Regions from separate parts of the Mus musculus genome. Here all the other regions are linked to region 1. A link is a contact called in public ChIA-PET, HiChIP or PLAC-seq and promoter capture Hi-C data. All regions are on one chromosome and are shown on one strand. Each heading gives the region's core, a stretch centred on a gene start, on an enhancer-like site or on the middle of the called end of the contact. The rest is flanking DNA. Distances are from core to core; before and after follow the strand shown.

Evidence for each region. Promoter capture Hi-C pulls out the DNA fragments that hold promoters and counts their contacts. ChIA-PET counts read pairs in DNA pulled down with a chosen protein or histone mark. HiChIP or PLAC-seq counts read pairs in DNA pulled down with a chosen protein or histone mark.
Region 2: a promoter capture Hi-C map of liver shows a contact between it and region 1, with 2.8 times the contacts expected there. The contact joins the promoter of Ube3b here to the promoter of Mlec in region 1. A contact is called at or near these places in 5 of 39 promoter capture datasets (the 3T3-L1 cell line, cranial neural crest, liver and 1 more), 1 of 484 Hi-C or Micro-C datasets (the G1E-ER4 cell line) and 2 of 115 datasets of contacts at active chromatin or transcription factors (effector CD8 T cells and memory CD8 T cells).
Region 3: a contact with region 1 is called in a FOXA1 HiChIP or PLAC-seq map of pancreatic cancer cells. The contact joins the promoter of Mmab here to the promoter of Mlec in region 1. A contact is called at or near these places in 2 of 115 datasets of contacts at active chromatin or transcription factors (memory CD8 T cells and pancreatic cancer cells).
Region 4: a contact with region 1 is called in a promoter capture Hi-C map of liver, with 3 times the contacts expected there. The contact joins the promoter of Fam222a here to the promoter of Mlec in region 1. A contact is called at or near these places in 5 of 39 promoter capture datasets (the 3T3-L1 cell line, liver, pre-B cells and 1 more).
Region 5: an RNA polymerase II ChIA-PET map of memory CD8 T cells shows a contact between it and region 1, with 5 read pairs. The contact joins the promoter of Prkab1 here to the promoter of Mlec in region 1. A contact is called at or near these places in 2 of 115 datasets of contacts at active chromatin or transcription factors (memory CD8 T cells and pancreatic cancer cells).

Annotation. Positions count from the first base shown.
Region 1 is chr5:115,156,721-115,159,426 of GRCm38.p6, forward strand. Mlec (malectin) reads right to left here and starts at 1,456. Exons shown (of 5, transcript NM_175403.3): 1 at 1,083-1,456. The coding sequence starts at 1,314.
Region 2 is chr5:114,379,263-114,381,962 of GRCm38.p6, forward strand. Ube3b (ubiquitin protein ligase E3B) reads left to right here and starts at 1,358. Exons shown (of 28, transcript NM_054093.3): 1 at 1,358-1,713. It overlaps Kctd10 (potassium channel tetramerisation domain containing 10), which reads right to left and starts at 1,243. Exons shown (of 7, transcript NM_026145.4): 1 at 1,164-1,243. The coding sequence starts at 1,166.
Region 3 is chr5:114,442,648-114,445,347 of GRCm38.p6, forward strand. Mmab (methylmalonic aciduria (cobalamin deficiency) cblB type homolog (human)) reads right to left here and starts at 1,380. Exons shown (of 9, transcript NM_029956.4): 1 at 1,229-1,380; 2 at 114-175. The coding sequence starts at 1,344. Mvk (mevalonate kinase) reads left to right here and starts at 1,622. Exons shown (of 11, transcript NM_023556.3): 1 at 1,622-1,716.
Region 4 is chr5:114,566,843-114,569,668 of GRCm38.p6, forward strand. It overlaps Fam222a (family with sequence similarity 222, member A), which reads left to right and starts at 1,409. Exons shown (of 3, transcript NM_001004180.1): 1 at 1,409-1,582.
Region 5 is chr5:116,023,174-116,025,873 of GRCm38.p6, forward strand. It overlaps Prkab1 (protein kinase, AMP-activated, beta 1 non-catalytic subunit), which reads right to left and starts at 1,255. Exons shown (of 7, transcript NM_031869.2): 1 at 918-1,255. The coding sequence starts at 1,076.

The DNA of each region.
Region 1 (2,706 bases), core at 206-2,705:
TCAAACGGGTTCTCTGAGAGAACAATCTGCACTCTTAACCACCGAGCCAGCTCTTCAGTCCCCGACTTTCCTTCTAAACCTGTTTTTCAATCCTACTTATGGAAGAATCTAGAGCGGTTTTCTCCAAAGAATGAATTGGGGGGGGGGGGGGTAAGGTAACCTATAACAGAAGTGCCTAGGGCAGAGACCCGAGTCCCAGCTAGTTAAGTTAAAAAAAAAAAAAAAAGTTTGTCTACTGTGTCTAGAGACTGCCCAGGAACCTGTATTTTTAACCATCTGTTCTCAAAAATTCTCATTTGGCCGTTGTGAACCTGTATTTTTAACCATCTGCCCTCAAAATTCTCATTTGGCCGTTGTGAACTGTGAAACTCTGTAAAACCCACTTTCCCCCTAAGCTGGGATCAAACGTCTTACGATCACCCGGGGGTCACACTCAAACCTTACACAGGTTGACCTCATAGGCAGGATGGGCTGCGATATACCGACACCCGTCGGGTGGCTTTGACTTTTAAGCATACAAATTCCAAAGGAGGGGAGGGGAGGGGTGCCACAGTCAAACTTTCCCGTACTATTCCCCCTTCGAAGACTCCCTGCCGTTCTGGCGAAGAATCAAGCCTCAGTCCCGGGCTTGGAAGGGGCACGGAAAACGGCGGGTGATCTGTAGGGTGGGCAAAGCATCTCCTGGAAACCGTCGCGATGGATGGCAGAGCAGCGGAGTCGATGACCTCCAACCTGCGAGGCCTCCAGGCGCCAGGCAAAAGGCCACCCTTGCCTTTTACATTCCCAGCTTGGGTGGGATGAGGGGCTGGGGCAAGGTAAAATGAGAAAGGGTCTAAATATAAACTTCTCGCCAACTCTATGCCTCGATGGCTCTTGGAAGCTTCCAGTCAGGGCTAGGCCCTGGGTCCTGGCCAGGTCCCTGGAGGGTGGGGGGTTGGGGGGCTGGGGGTAGGTTCACTGCAGAGAGAAACTTCGTTCCAAGGCTGTGGTCTCCCGGCTGGAGAGGAAGGGGTTCGAGGCCCGCAGCTGCGCCCTGCTCCCAGGCTGCGGACCCCCCCAGGCTCGGCCGGAGGGGCTCTCACCTCGGCCCACCCGGCCTTCCAGAGGGTCCTTGCGGAAGTGGATCCCGTGCACGTCCACATGCGCCTCGCCGCCTGCGTTCACTGCCCAGATGACGCTCTCCGGCAGTCCGGCCCCGGCGGCGCCGACCACGCCGAGCCCCGGACCCCGGAGCTTCGGTCCCAGCAGCAGCAGCAACAGAAGCAGCCGGAGAAGCGCCACAGCGGTTCCCTCGGCTCCCCGGGGCCTCAGCATGGCGGCCACCACGGCGGGGGCAGCCCCTGCCGACCCTCGTCCTCGGCCGGCCGCCCCCAACTCAGGAGAACAGCGCAGCGGACCGTTCTGCCTCGGCAACCCGGGACATGTCGCTCTCAGGGCCTCCTCCTCCTCCTCCTCCACCTCCTCGGCCTTGGGGCGCCGCCTCCCACCTCGGGAGCAACCTACCCCGACGCCCAGCCCTCAGCCCGGAGCGCCTCAGCCAATCAGAGGGAGGCCCTCATGAATTACCCACCACCCCGCCGAGAGCGGCCGCGCCATTGGCTGGTGCGTCCGGGGAGGGGAGTGGCCGCGCCTAGGCTCCGGCCCAACCACGGGGCACGAGAAGGAGCGCGCGCCCAGGGAGGGAGTTCGGTTGAAGCGGCGGTTCCATGCGGAAGTGGCGGGTGCAGCGCCCAGGCCGCCCCGGAATCCCACAGTCGACTGGGAAAGGTGGCCTGGGCCGGGGAAGGTTTAGAGAAGGGCGCACTGACACGTCGCCAACACTTCCGGTGCTCTAGAGCTGGGGACCGAGTCAGCTCAGAAGGGGGCGTTGCCGCCTTTTCCATCCCTCCTCCTTCAACTCAGAAAGCAAGAGCCCAGGCTCTTGCAAGCCGAGCGATGGTTTGTCCCCGGGTGGAGCATCGGGGCCCGTCTCTCCCTTGGATGCCATGTGAACAGGTGGCGGGACACGCGAGTCCCGCGAGGATACGGTCCCCACCGTCACCCCTTAGCAGGCGCTTGGTGTGTGGTAGCGTCCAGGAGGCCGTCCAATCAGAATGCTCCAACGCAGCGGAAACGCGTGGCTGTTAGGGGGAGGGGGCTCCAGGGTGCCTGCGTCTCCATGGCGACGGTCCCTGGCGGGCCTGGAAACCTAAGTGGAGCTAGGGGCTTCCTCCTCCTCCTCCTGCTGGGGACCACTGGCACGACCCGAGCTCCCTGCTTTGGCATTTCACACAGCGCTCTTCTGCGTTATTGTCCATGCCCTTGGGTATCTGCCTCAACTCCCATTTTTCCGACCCAGCCAAGCGGGGGAAGTGGAATCATTTGTTCCATAAGTACTTATCCTGTCCATACAGATAATGCGGACAAAACATGGAAAGCCCGGTTGAATTTGATTTTTGAGGTTCAGAAAAAGGAACATAAAACAACTCTGGGCGCGCTGACGCCAGGTGACGCGTGCCTGTATTCTCAGAGGTTAAAGCAGGATGATTACCGGGAGTTTTAAAAGGCCAGCTTGAGCTCCAAGAGTGCGATCCTGTCTCTATAACAATAAATAGGAGGCTGGAAAGATGGCTCGGTGTCTAGAGCGCTAGCTGCTTTGGCAGAGAACATGGGTTTTTTTACCCCCAGTCCCCTTAAGGCTGCTAAGGATGTGGGGGCCCAAAGGCC
Region 2 (2,700 bases), core at 108-2,607, 780 kb before region 1:
TGCGTGAAGCAAACGAAGTTAAAGGAGGCCAAAAACTAAAGCCCCACACTTTTTTCTAGGATAGTCACCCCCCCCCCCCCAGTTCTCCTGCTTTTGAGAACTTCTCCAAACAGTCTCAATGAGGATGTTGTCAATCCTGCTTACTAGGGAAGCTAGGTATTAGAATCTGGTTTCAAACGCCCTCCATTTCACAGCCCAAATCCTTAGTGACACACAGAGACTGTAAAAATACATCGGTGAGCCCAGACTATCCTGTTGTTAACTAGTTCCCAGGTTAGCCCCAGGGGACCAGTTGGTGGTCTACCGGTGCTGCTGGCCGCCTTCTACCAATGTGTGTGTCTCTTGTTTTATACCAAATAGAGCTTGACCAAAGCCAGACACAGGCCGAGTCATCTGTCTTCAGTTTGGGACTGATCTTGTGAGTGAGTGGCAGACAAAGAAGACCTGGGTTAATAGTCCACCCGCCCCCCATCCCCACCCAAGGACAAAGAACCATTCAAGGGACAGACCCTAGAGAATCTCAAGTAAACCGAAACCATCCCATAACGCAGACAGCAACAGCTGACATCCTGGGACTCCCGAGGTGTGGTCACCTAGGGCCTCAAGGGAAGTGATTAGGTAGGTATCCAGGTGCCACTTGAGGCCAGACTCTGTGGTCAGGGTACCCCGACCTCAGACATGTCTCCTTAGAATTACTGTTACCAGTCATCTCGCTCCAGACTTGTGGGTTCAGAGACGCCCCCTCCCTCTCTTGCCTGGAACCCCACCTTACTCAAGGCACAGCCTCCCAGAGGCCAGACTTTGCTCGATTCCAAGGGTACACGCTCGCCCCTCTCCACACGCCCTCGAACCCTCGTTCGTTCCCCACCCCGAGCGTCGGTCTCGATGCCTCCGCCGCCGTCTCTTTGTCCCGACGATCTCCCACGTCCCATCGCCCATCAGCACTCCAGGCTCGCCGCCCAGCGCCACCACCGCCCGCAGGACCAGCCGCCCCTTCGCAGATCCCCACCACCACCACCCCGACCACGGCTCCTTTCATTTGAAGCCCTTCCCCCGCTCCGGACCTCGCCCGCACGCGCTACTCAGCGCCCCACCGCTCCCGCTCAGCCTCGTCGCCACCCTCGCCCGCCCCGAAGCTCCCCGACGGCGGCCACCGCCCTCACCATGAAAAGTCGGAGGACGCCGGAGTCTCCAAATCCGGACTGAGAGGCAGGAAACACCCAGCTCGCTCAATGCAGGGGGCGGAGGCGGGGCCGGGGCGGGCACTTCCGGCGTCCGTCCACACCCCACTTCCGCCCCGCAGAGGGACTCTTCTTAAAGCGTTCCCCCCCACCCCCCACCCCCGTAAGCCCTAGATGGGGGGAACTCTTTTTATCAACCGTTCCCGCCTCCCCTTGGCCGAGTCAGGCGTTTAGTCCCACTTCTGGATGTTTGTTTCTCCTTTCCGTCTGCTAAAGAAGATGACAAGAGGAAAGGAGTCCTCACCTCCTCCATGGGCAAAGAAGCAGTGCGGAACTGTTGTTTCCCGGAACTGAATAATTGCTTGCTTCCCAAGAGGTGTTCGGAGCACAACACCCGGGGCAAGATGGCGGCCGGGCTTCGGCCGCTGCCCCGGGGCTGGCGGACCTCGGGGGGATCGGGCTAAGGCGGCGGTCGCTGCGGCCCGGACCCCGAGTGCGGGGCCTCGAACGGATAAAGATCTCCGGACTGCGGGTAGCGAGTGGGGACAGGATGGGCGCTTCTCTGGGCGGCGGGGCCAGGGACGGAGGGAGGCTATCTGGGGGGCCGAGTCTTGGTTTGAGTGAAGTCGGAGGAGGGACTGGCTTGCGGGCTTCGGGGATCTCCTTGTCCCCCTTCCATTGATTTCCGTGCCGAGGCGACTGGCCTTGCCAGCCAACTGATTGTGGGCGAGACGGACTTGTTCTTGTGGTTGTTGATGTCGGTGCCTGTGAGAGGCGTCGGGCCTCCGGATCACCCCAAGTGGAATTCGAGCCCAGTGCTGTCGCTCGCTGTGTGACCTTGGGTGAATCTAGTCCCATCTCTGACCCTCAGTTTCCTCCTCTGTAAATAGAGTAATTAGATTGTTTTACGGAGATTATTTTAGAATACGTTTTAGTGTGGTTCCTGACGGCTCTTGATCAAAAGCTGGAAAAACTGGATCGTATTTTGACTTAAGCCTAGCTAGCCTCACAGGGTGCCTGGCATTCTCAACTTCTCTTTGTGGTGCCTTTCTGTGTGTGTGATTCCTGAACCTTGCCTTTTTGACTTGCCGATAAGTAATTCCTTTGGGAATTCAAAGTCAGGGACGGTGGGTGAGGACACTGGCGAGTTATGTGCCCTCTGCATTTCGTTTCCCCATCTGGATAGGCTGTAGCTGTCTAAGAGCAATAGTTTGGCTTATTAATGGTTTCTTTAAGAGCTGTTGTCTTATCTTAGGCTTTTAAAATTGGGGTGTTGTAGCCTCACAGGATAGGCTTCCAAAGGGAGGCCTAGTTAAATAGATCTACAATGTCTGTTACATGGTCTACACTTAGATGGTGGCCCTTAGGCCTGGGAAACTAGCGACTTCTACCATAAAAGAAAGTCGCTCAGCAACTTGTGTTTATTTTTACTTCACAGTCTGGACTCCTGTGCGACATGTTGTGCTTCTTGAAGTTAGTCTCAACCAAATAGGTTGGTTGTAAGCAAGTTGCCTGGGGA
Region 3 (2,700 bases), core at 130-2,629, 710 kb before region 1:
GCCATTGTAGCAGCGCTACAACTTGTTTTGAACACTTGAACAGTGCACCTTTCTTGTGGCTTCACACTTATGATGTATATTCAGACCCGTCACATGGCTACAGCGTGGCCTACCTTTGTCTCCCGTCTTGGTGTAAATCTTGGGGATCTTGGCTGCCGTCGAGGACGGCTGCAGCCTGATGAGAAACAGACACAAAGGCGTGGTAAGTGGGAACGGCTGCGCCTCGGGGAGTGACGCCCAGCTTTCAGTCTGCAACCTCAGGGGCAGCACTTCTCTGCCTCTGGGATGGCAATCTCCCGTCAGCCATTTCCCCGCTGCCCCTTCCTGACAGCTTCCTGTCCCTGTCTCTACCTGTACAGCAGCTGCTGTAGCATACTGCTCAATAAAGATTCTTGGCAAATACTGGCAGGAAGGACTAACTGGTCACTCCATGTAGCCCTAGCTCCACAGTGGGCTAAAGCCGCTAGCTCCTGGAACTGCCCTTCAGCTTCTCCCACACTCCCAAAGTTAGCCATACGCTTCTCCGTTGAGGAAACTGGAGCCCACAAAGATTCAACTTCCTAGATCTCCAGGAAGAGACTGGGCTGGGATTCATGCCCAAAACCCTTCTACTGTAAGCCTGACCTGGTCCATTACCCTCCCCAAACTCTTGTCTCTTCTAACCCCAACACAGAAGTTAGCACTTCTGGGGGAAAGAAAACTAGGCCACTTGCACTTTTCTAAGATTTTTCAGTGTCAAGGAAAAAAAAAAATACACTGTCAAAATGGAATTTCAAAAATGCTATTTTAACTTAATTTTTTTTTTTTTGAGGACTGCGAATGAACCCCGACTCTGCCATTTTCAACTAGCAGTGCATAACTTAAAATTAAAATGTGAATTCACAAAATTATTTCAAAGTCAGAGGACTGGACAGGGAACGCTGATCATGAGGTCATGGTAGTCTGCAAGTCCCTATGCAAGTTTCTAAGTGTTACCATGTCTTCCTGGTGTCTTAATCCTAATCCAAACAAACTGCTTGGGGAGGCCGGACAAAACCCACAAGAGCATGCCCCTGCCCTGACTGACCACAGCTAGACTCCGTTAGAACTTGGGGAGGAAATCCTGGCCTCTGACGCCATGACGAGCCCAGTGACGTCAGGCCACATAGAGCACGTCATCGGTGTGATGTACCCACGGAAACAACCGTTCCTCCTCCGTGTTGAGTTACTCTCCAGGCCTGAAACTCACCTGTCCCCGTCTTCCCCGCCCTGAGGGCCACGGCTCTGGAAACGGGGACACAGCAGTCTGCAGGCGCTGAGACGCCCGCGCAGGCCGAGGCGACCCCCAAAGAGCCACACAGCCATGCGCACGGTAACGCATCCAAGACTGACCCGGCTAGGCACCCGTCCAGGCCCGGGGATGACTCCGCCCCGCAGCCGGCCGCGCCACCTCTCAATCGCTGTTTCCTATTGGCCTGGGGCACTCGCACCAGGGCGGGGCACTCCCCAGCTCTTGATTCCCATTGGATTACTTGTAGAAAGAGGCGAGGCAATTTCGGCTTGCTTGAAGTTCCCATTGGTTAATGTTTGACCCAATCTGTAAAGGAGCCCTTAGCTCCAGCTCTCTGATTGGCCTCAGGAAGACACACCCGCCTCCTTGGAACTCTCCCATCTGATATGGAGAAGACCGGGAGCTGCGGCCCGGGTTTCAGCTCACTTGGGCGCTGGCCGGGGCAGGTGAGAAGCCTGGGCTGCGGGATGGGCGGCGTGAGGACCGGGTCCCGGACACCCCGGGCCGGGCGCCGCGGTTCTCTGCCTTCGTGTCCTCGATCTGAGCGCTCGGCGACCTCAGATCGGACAGTTTCCCCTAGACTAGGGTCCCGTAGACTGGGCTACTTAGTGTGCAGTGGGGTGGCCAGTGAAGCCTTGAACCCGGGTGATTTTTGCATTATTTATAACAACGTAAAAATGCATGCACCCATAAATCCAGCAAAACCACTCTGTGACATGACTCTTGCCTTGCAGAAGTTCTTGTTTGAACGTGCAACACAGGGCGTTAACAGGTGAGTCCCGGCAGCCGCGTTTGTGATTGTGACAGGTTGGTTGTGGTCTTGAGGTCCGGGAAGGATTCTTTCTCCTGCAAGATTTTATCTAAACCTCGCGTTCCCACACGCATCAAACACATGGCCGTCCTCAGAGTAGGCAAGCAGTCCATGCCTGAGCTCATGTCAGTTTCTACTGGCAACAGCAGTGGTAATAAACTCTGGAGCTGAGAACCTGTCAGTGCCGAGTAGCTCAGTATAGTCAAGAGGCCACTTTGCCAGACAGACAGGCCTTGCTGCTGGTAGTCCTTTGAGTCAGCCTCCAGTATTGCCTCTATTATCTGATATATGGGAAACAGATTCATGGCATAAGACATTCTGGGGACGGAAGAGCTGTGGTCTGAACCCAGATTTTTTTTTTCCCATTGTCCACCTGACTGGCTCACTGCACTGTCATCCTGGAACATAGCTCTGGATGGTAGTTCTGGATGGAGTTTCTCTACATGCTCCTGGCTGTCCTGGAATTCACTCTGTAGACCAGGCTTGCCTCGTACACCCAGAGATCCACCTGCCTCTGCCTCCACAGTGCTGGGATGAAAGATGTTCACCTCCAAGCCCAGCCTTCCTGGTGTTTGTAACTAACATCTAGGGAACTTTGTTTCTCTCTCTCTCTCTCTCT
Region 4 (2,826 bases), core at 159-2,658, 590 kb before region 1:
AAAATTTAAGTGTAGTATGCACTTTGCTCTGTGTGTGTGTGTGTTTAGGTTGTCCCAAGGTTTGATGTTGGGTCTTGCAAACCGCACCCTTTACCATTTGGTGTCACCCCAACCTATTTTTACTATCTTTAACACACTCCTCATAGGGCCTGTTCCAAGAGTAAACGGAATAATGCATAGTACCTACCCTCAAACAGGTACTCAGTGAATAGGATTACCTGCTTTCAACCCTTTAGGTCTTCGACAAAGGGACTACAACAACCAGCATGCCTTGCCCTTCCAATCGGGACTCCTTCGCCTGTTTTAGGCTCGCAGCAAGCCGGGAGTTGTAGTCCTCTAGGAGCAGGACCCGCCTCATCCCCGCTTGGGGAAAAAGGTTGGAGAGCCGCCCTGCCGGCCTTTGAATTTTGCCGCGAAAAGCGCGCGTGGCGGCCCCCAGCCCCGCCTCGCGGAGGACGCGGCGCCGCGTCACCGTGGTAACCGCCTCTCGGCTGCAGCTGATTGGGCCGTAACGCGGGGGGCGGACCGGGGGTGAGACGCAGCGGCAGGAGCGGGCGCCCGCGCCTGTCAGTCGTGCCGGAGCGGAGCAGCGGGCAGCATTGCCGGGCCGGCAGCTCTGCGAAGAGGCTGCGCGCGCCGGCCAGGCCGGGCGAAGAGCCGGGCCCGAGGCTAGGCGAGGGTGCTGGGCAGCGCGAGGTTGCGGCTCCGGGAGCCCCGCGAACCGTCCCGGGCCACGGGCACGGGAGAGACCTGTGCGCCGACCGCTGCTGCGGCGCTCGAGCACCATACCGGGTGCACGGCTCTCCATCCCCGAGTCTGCCCTGCGCCTGCTGGATCTGCTGGTCCTCAGCGCCAAGGCCCGCGAGGCTACATCCCAGTCTCTGCCGCTCGCTGCGGCTGCCACTGCCGCTGCTCGCCGGCTTCCCCTCCCCCCACACCCGGAGCTCGGAGCAGGAGGAGGAGGGGCCGGCTCATTCTCGGCGCTGCTCTCTGCAACCTGCGGGGGCCGGTGCACGCCGGGCGAGGAGCCCGGGCCGCTGCAGGTGCGTGCAACCCTCCGAGGAGACGGACTCTCCACCTCTGAGCAAAGCCGGGAGCTGCAAGCCGAGGGCGGGAGGGCAAGCGAGAGGAAGCAACAAAGACAGGCTGCAGCTGGGGCTGGCGAGAGGGGCCGCGGCCGCCGGCCTCCCAGCGCGGACGGAGAGGGCGCCCTGGGAGAGGCGCGGGCAGAGCTGCAGCGGTGAGCCGGGCCCCGAAGGGAGGCGCAGCGCCTCCCGCCGGACGTATGGAGCACAGTCTCCTGCGAGGATGCGCCGCCTGAGCGCGCGAGCGGCCGGGGTCCCAGGCGGACGCGACGGGTACTGAGAGGGGGGAAAAAAAAACCTTTTTCCGACTTCGGACGGCGCTTCCGGACGCAGGGATCGCCCTCACCGACGGCTCCCCTTTCCATACGAAGAAAGACATCGGCCCCCTAAGGGGGCCTTTCTCCAGCAATCTTTATCACCCCTGCATGGCCGCAACCCGCAGATCGGAGCGTCGTGGCCTCTGAGATTTGGTGCCCTTCGTCCGACTGCCTGATACGGTGAGTTGCGGGGTGCAGAATTTTGGGTTTGAGCTGGGGACAGCTCCTCGCAACCTGGCAACCTGGACTGGCCCTAAAAGGGCCCTAGGTTGTTGGGTGCCCAGAGACAGCAATGCTACTTGTCCACCCTTGTCCTGCCCACACAACTTATTTGGACTGGCTGGAGTGGAGATTGTGGACCCTCGTGGGTATTCTACTGACATCGGTATTTGTCAGAGGAAAGGCACCCCACCCATGAAGCTAACAAAGGTGGTGGCCCTGTCCTCTGGAGATTCTTAGGGAATCTTGTACTTTTGTAAAGATTGATTGGGGGCAGCCAGGGTTGGCCAGCATGGAGGGGGTCTACAAAACCACCTTTGGGATCTTAAAGAGACAGAGCTCAGAGACAGGGAGTCCCAAAACTTCATGTCTGAGGATGGTGTCTTTCCAGGCAAGACATTTGTGTGTCTATTGTTACAAATAACTCACAAAGACAGCATGTTCCAATGGGCTGCATGTGACATCACTGCCCGACCTTTGATGTCACCAGAATTGTGACAACACAGCTGGCTTTGAGTGGAGCCAGAATGGCCAAGGCCGAATGCCTTGGTGTAGTAGAAGGTGAAGGCCAACTCCCTGTCCTCCCCGGCCGCAATCTTATGACCTAAATCCCCACTCGAGGTGGGGGAGGGAGGCAGGCAGTGCCAGCTGTCCCTGCCCCTGAGGACAGGTGTTCAGAACTCTGCCTATGTCTCCTGCAGTGTCTGGAGTCTCCCAGACTCCCAAACAGAGCAACCTCTTACTTTTAAGCAGGATGCTTAAAAGGAGGTCCCCATGAACCCTACCATGTACCCAGCCAGCAACTGGAGTTCCCAGGGTCCCCAGAAAAATGTGGGCTTCAGCCTTCAAACAGGCTTCTCTTGAAAAGGTGAATGTCCTGCCTGAGCCAGAGAGAGAGGGGAGCCAGGACCTTCCTGGTGTGTGTGTGTGTGTCTGTCTGTCTGTCTGTCTGTCTGTCTGTGTAAGTTCAGGGAACTCCCCTGCTCTTCAAGGTAAGGGGCCATGGTCCAGCTGGGACTCCTGCCTTAGCTGTTCCCCTTCTGTCATTTAAGATGACTTTGACAAGCAGTGTAATAGATGCTCATTAAGCAAATACCAGGCCAGGGGGGATAGGTGGAGATGCTGAGAGCCCTCCTCTCCCCACCGAACTCTGGCAGCAGCCCTGTACAGTATGGAGCCCAGAGAGCTCCCAAGCCACAGCCTGC
Region 5 (2,700 bases), core at 5-2,504, 870 kb after region 1:
GTGGGTTATGTAGCCCAGTTAGGGGGTGGGGGTGGGGGAGTGAAAGCGGAGTGAGCTGGCCAGGCAATTAGCCTGTTTAAGTAATGGGGATTAGTTGGCAACCCGGCAAGTAACAGAGACCAGGCTGGTGAGCGCCAACGTTCCTGAATGTAGTTTATTCTGAGCAATTAGCTTCTTTCCTCCTAGAATCACCAAATGCCCTTGGACTGGGGCCCTGTAGCCGGAAGCACTGGCCACCTCACTGTGGTTTTAAGAGAATGTGGCTCAGGCAGGAACTTTCAGCTTGGCCTGCAAAAATCTGTTTGCTCTGGTCTGCTTAAAGTCCAAGGCATTATTTCAGTAACGTGGGAGAGAAGTGGGGGTAATTAGCTGCTGGCTGGCGTTCAGAGTGACTCTCGGTCACTGACCTCCTCCAGTGGAATTGCCGGATCTAAAATAAAGTGAGCAGGGTGGACTGAAACTGTCAGAACCAAACACCTCTGGCAGTCAGCTAGTCAACTTCATTTCCAGCTTAACGTATGTGCTCCCGTTTTACCGCCAAAAAGAACACTAGAACTCCCAACCCAACTTTTGCAAAAGCCGGTCGGCCTGAAGTGTCTCCAAGCCGCGCAATCAATTACACCGAAGAGAAAAGTCGACACGGGTGCTCAATTACAGTTTAGCTCGACTCTTAATTAATTAAGGATCTCAAACGCGGTCCCTGAGCTGCTTTCTCCTTAATGATGTTCAACCAAGCCCAGGGTGACTCTCCTCCCATCGGTAATTAGGCACAAGTCCCAGAACGGCAAAGAGGGCTATGACAGAGCCACCTCCCCCGCCCCCCCCCAAGGTGTGACGCTGGGAATGTGGCGGGAACTACAGCAAAGGGGGACCCTCCCCGTGAGTCAAGAGGGCTCCGACGCCCCTCCACTCAGCACCTTGATCTCTTCGGAGTGGAAGATGTCGGCGTCTTCAGGGCTGTCCATGAGGATCTTGGGCCTGTCCCCATCCTTGGCGCCCCCGGAGCTGTCCCTCCGCGGCGTCTTGTGGCCCGCCTGCCGCTCCAGCGCGGCGCGCTCGCTGCTCGTGTTGCCCATGGCTGGGAATCTGCAGGGACACAAGGAAGCCGGAAAGGCCGGGTCGGACCCCCGGGGATCGCGAGTCACGCCCTCTCGGATCGCGCGCTCGCTCGCCCGCCGAGCTCCGCTTTACCTGGCTCGGGCGACCGCGACTGGAACTCCGAACAGAGCCGGAGCGTAACCTGACACTCCTCCCGCAACTCCCCTCCACCCCTTAGCCACTTCCGCTTCCGGCCGGGCCCAGCGAAGGAAGGAAGGAAGGGTGGTCACTGGGGATGGAGCGCTCTCGGAGTTAGGGTGACATCAGTTCCGTTTCCGCCTCTTCCCTGCTGCTCAGCGCGAAGCGGTCGCGGGTGGTTCGGGGCTGCCACCAGATCGAGCTTCGTAGCGGCCAGCGGGAGGCGCGAGCGAGCGAGAATGCCAGAATGCCATGGATGGCGCCGACCACCTCACTCCAAGTTGGTTACTCTCCAGTAACTCGAATTACGAAACGCGAAACCCACGGCGGCTTGGAGCAAGCGCTTGCTCTTGCAGAGTACCCGGGTTCGGGTCCTGGCGCTTCCATGGTGGCTCACAACTGTTTGCAGTTTAAGTTCCAGGGGATCCCGGCGCCCAAGGCGGTGCACACATATACGGGAGGGCAGAGCATTCATACACATAATCGTAAAAACAAAACAAAACAAACAAGAAGAAGAAAAGGGAAAAAAAGAGAAAGCGCCGGGCATTGGTGGCGCACGCCTTTAATCCCAGCACTTGGGAGGCAGAGGCAGAGGATTTCTGAGTTCGAGGCCAGCGTGTTCTACAGAGTGAGTTCCAGGACAGCCAGGGCTATACAGAGAAACCCTGTCTCGAAAAAACCAAAACCAAACAAAAAACAAAACAAAACAAAAGAACCTCACGTTTAAGTCTCTCCCGTAGATGCACTGGCTCTCACAATTGAATGTATTAGGACAACCTAGGGCTCCTTCAAAAGGAAGGCCTCTCCAGAGTGGCCAAATCGTAATTTCTGTCTGTAGACTAAGGATGGAGGATGCTGACCATCTTCCAGGTGTTTGAGAAAACTTAAAGACCTAAGATTTCTGGGAAATTGACGTTCTCAGTTGGGTTCTGTTGTTTGTTTCAAGTTGAGTGCCTATTGATAAGTCTTTTTGCAAGAGCCTTGGGGCTACATTGGCCACATTATGTGTAAAATGTATCAGGGCTTAGTGTTTCAGCAGAGGTACAGACTGCTGTAATAAAACGATCTCAGCTTCACAGTCAGCCTTTAAAGAAACAACAACAACATTGTCTTGTGGGGTTTGTTTGTTTGCTTTGCATTGGATTTTCTAGGTCATGTCTTACATTTACCCATACATATGTTTTGGTTTTTTTGTTATTCTGTTTTTGTGTGTGTTTTTTGAGACATGGTTTCTGTGTGTAACAGCTCTGGCTGTCCTGGAACTTACTTTGTAGACCAAGCTAGCCTTGAATTCATAGAGATCCACCTTCCTCTTCCTCCCACTCAAGTGTTGGGATTAATGGTGTGTACCACCCTGCCCAGTGAACATCTATATTTTAAATTATCTGCAATGTGACACATTTTTGTTAAGGGAACCAGGGACCCCGATGTCTGACATGTGGTCTTCTAGAGGGACTTTAACAG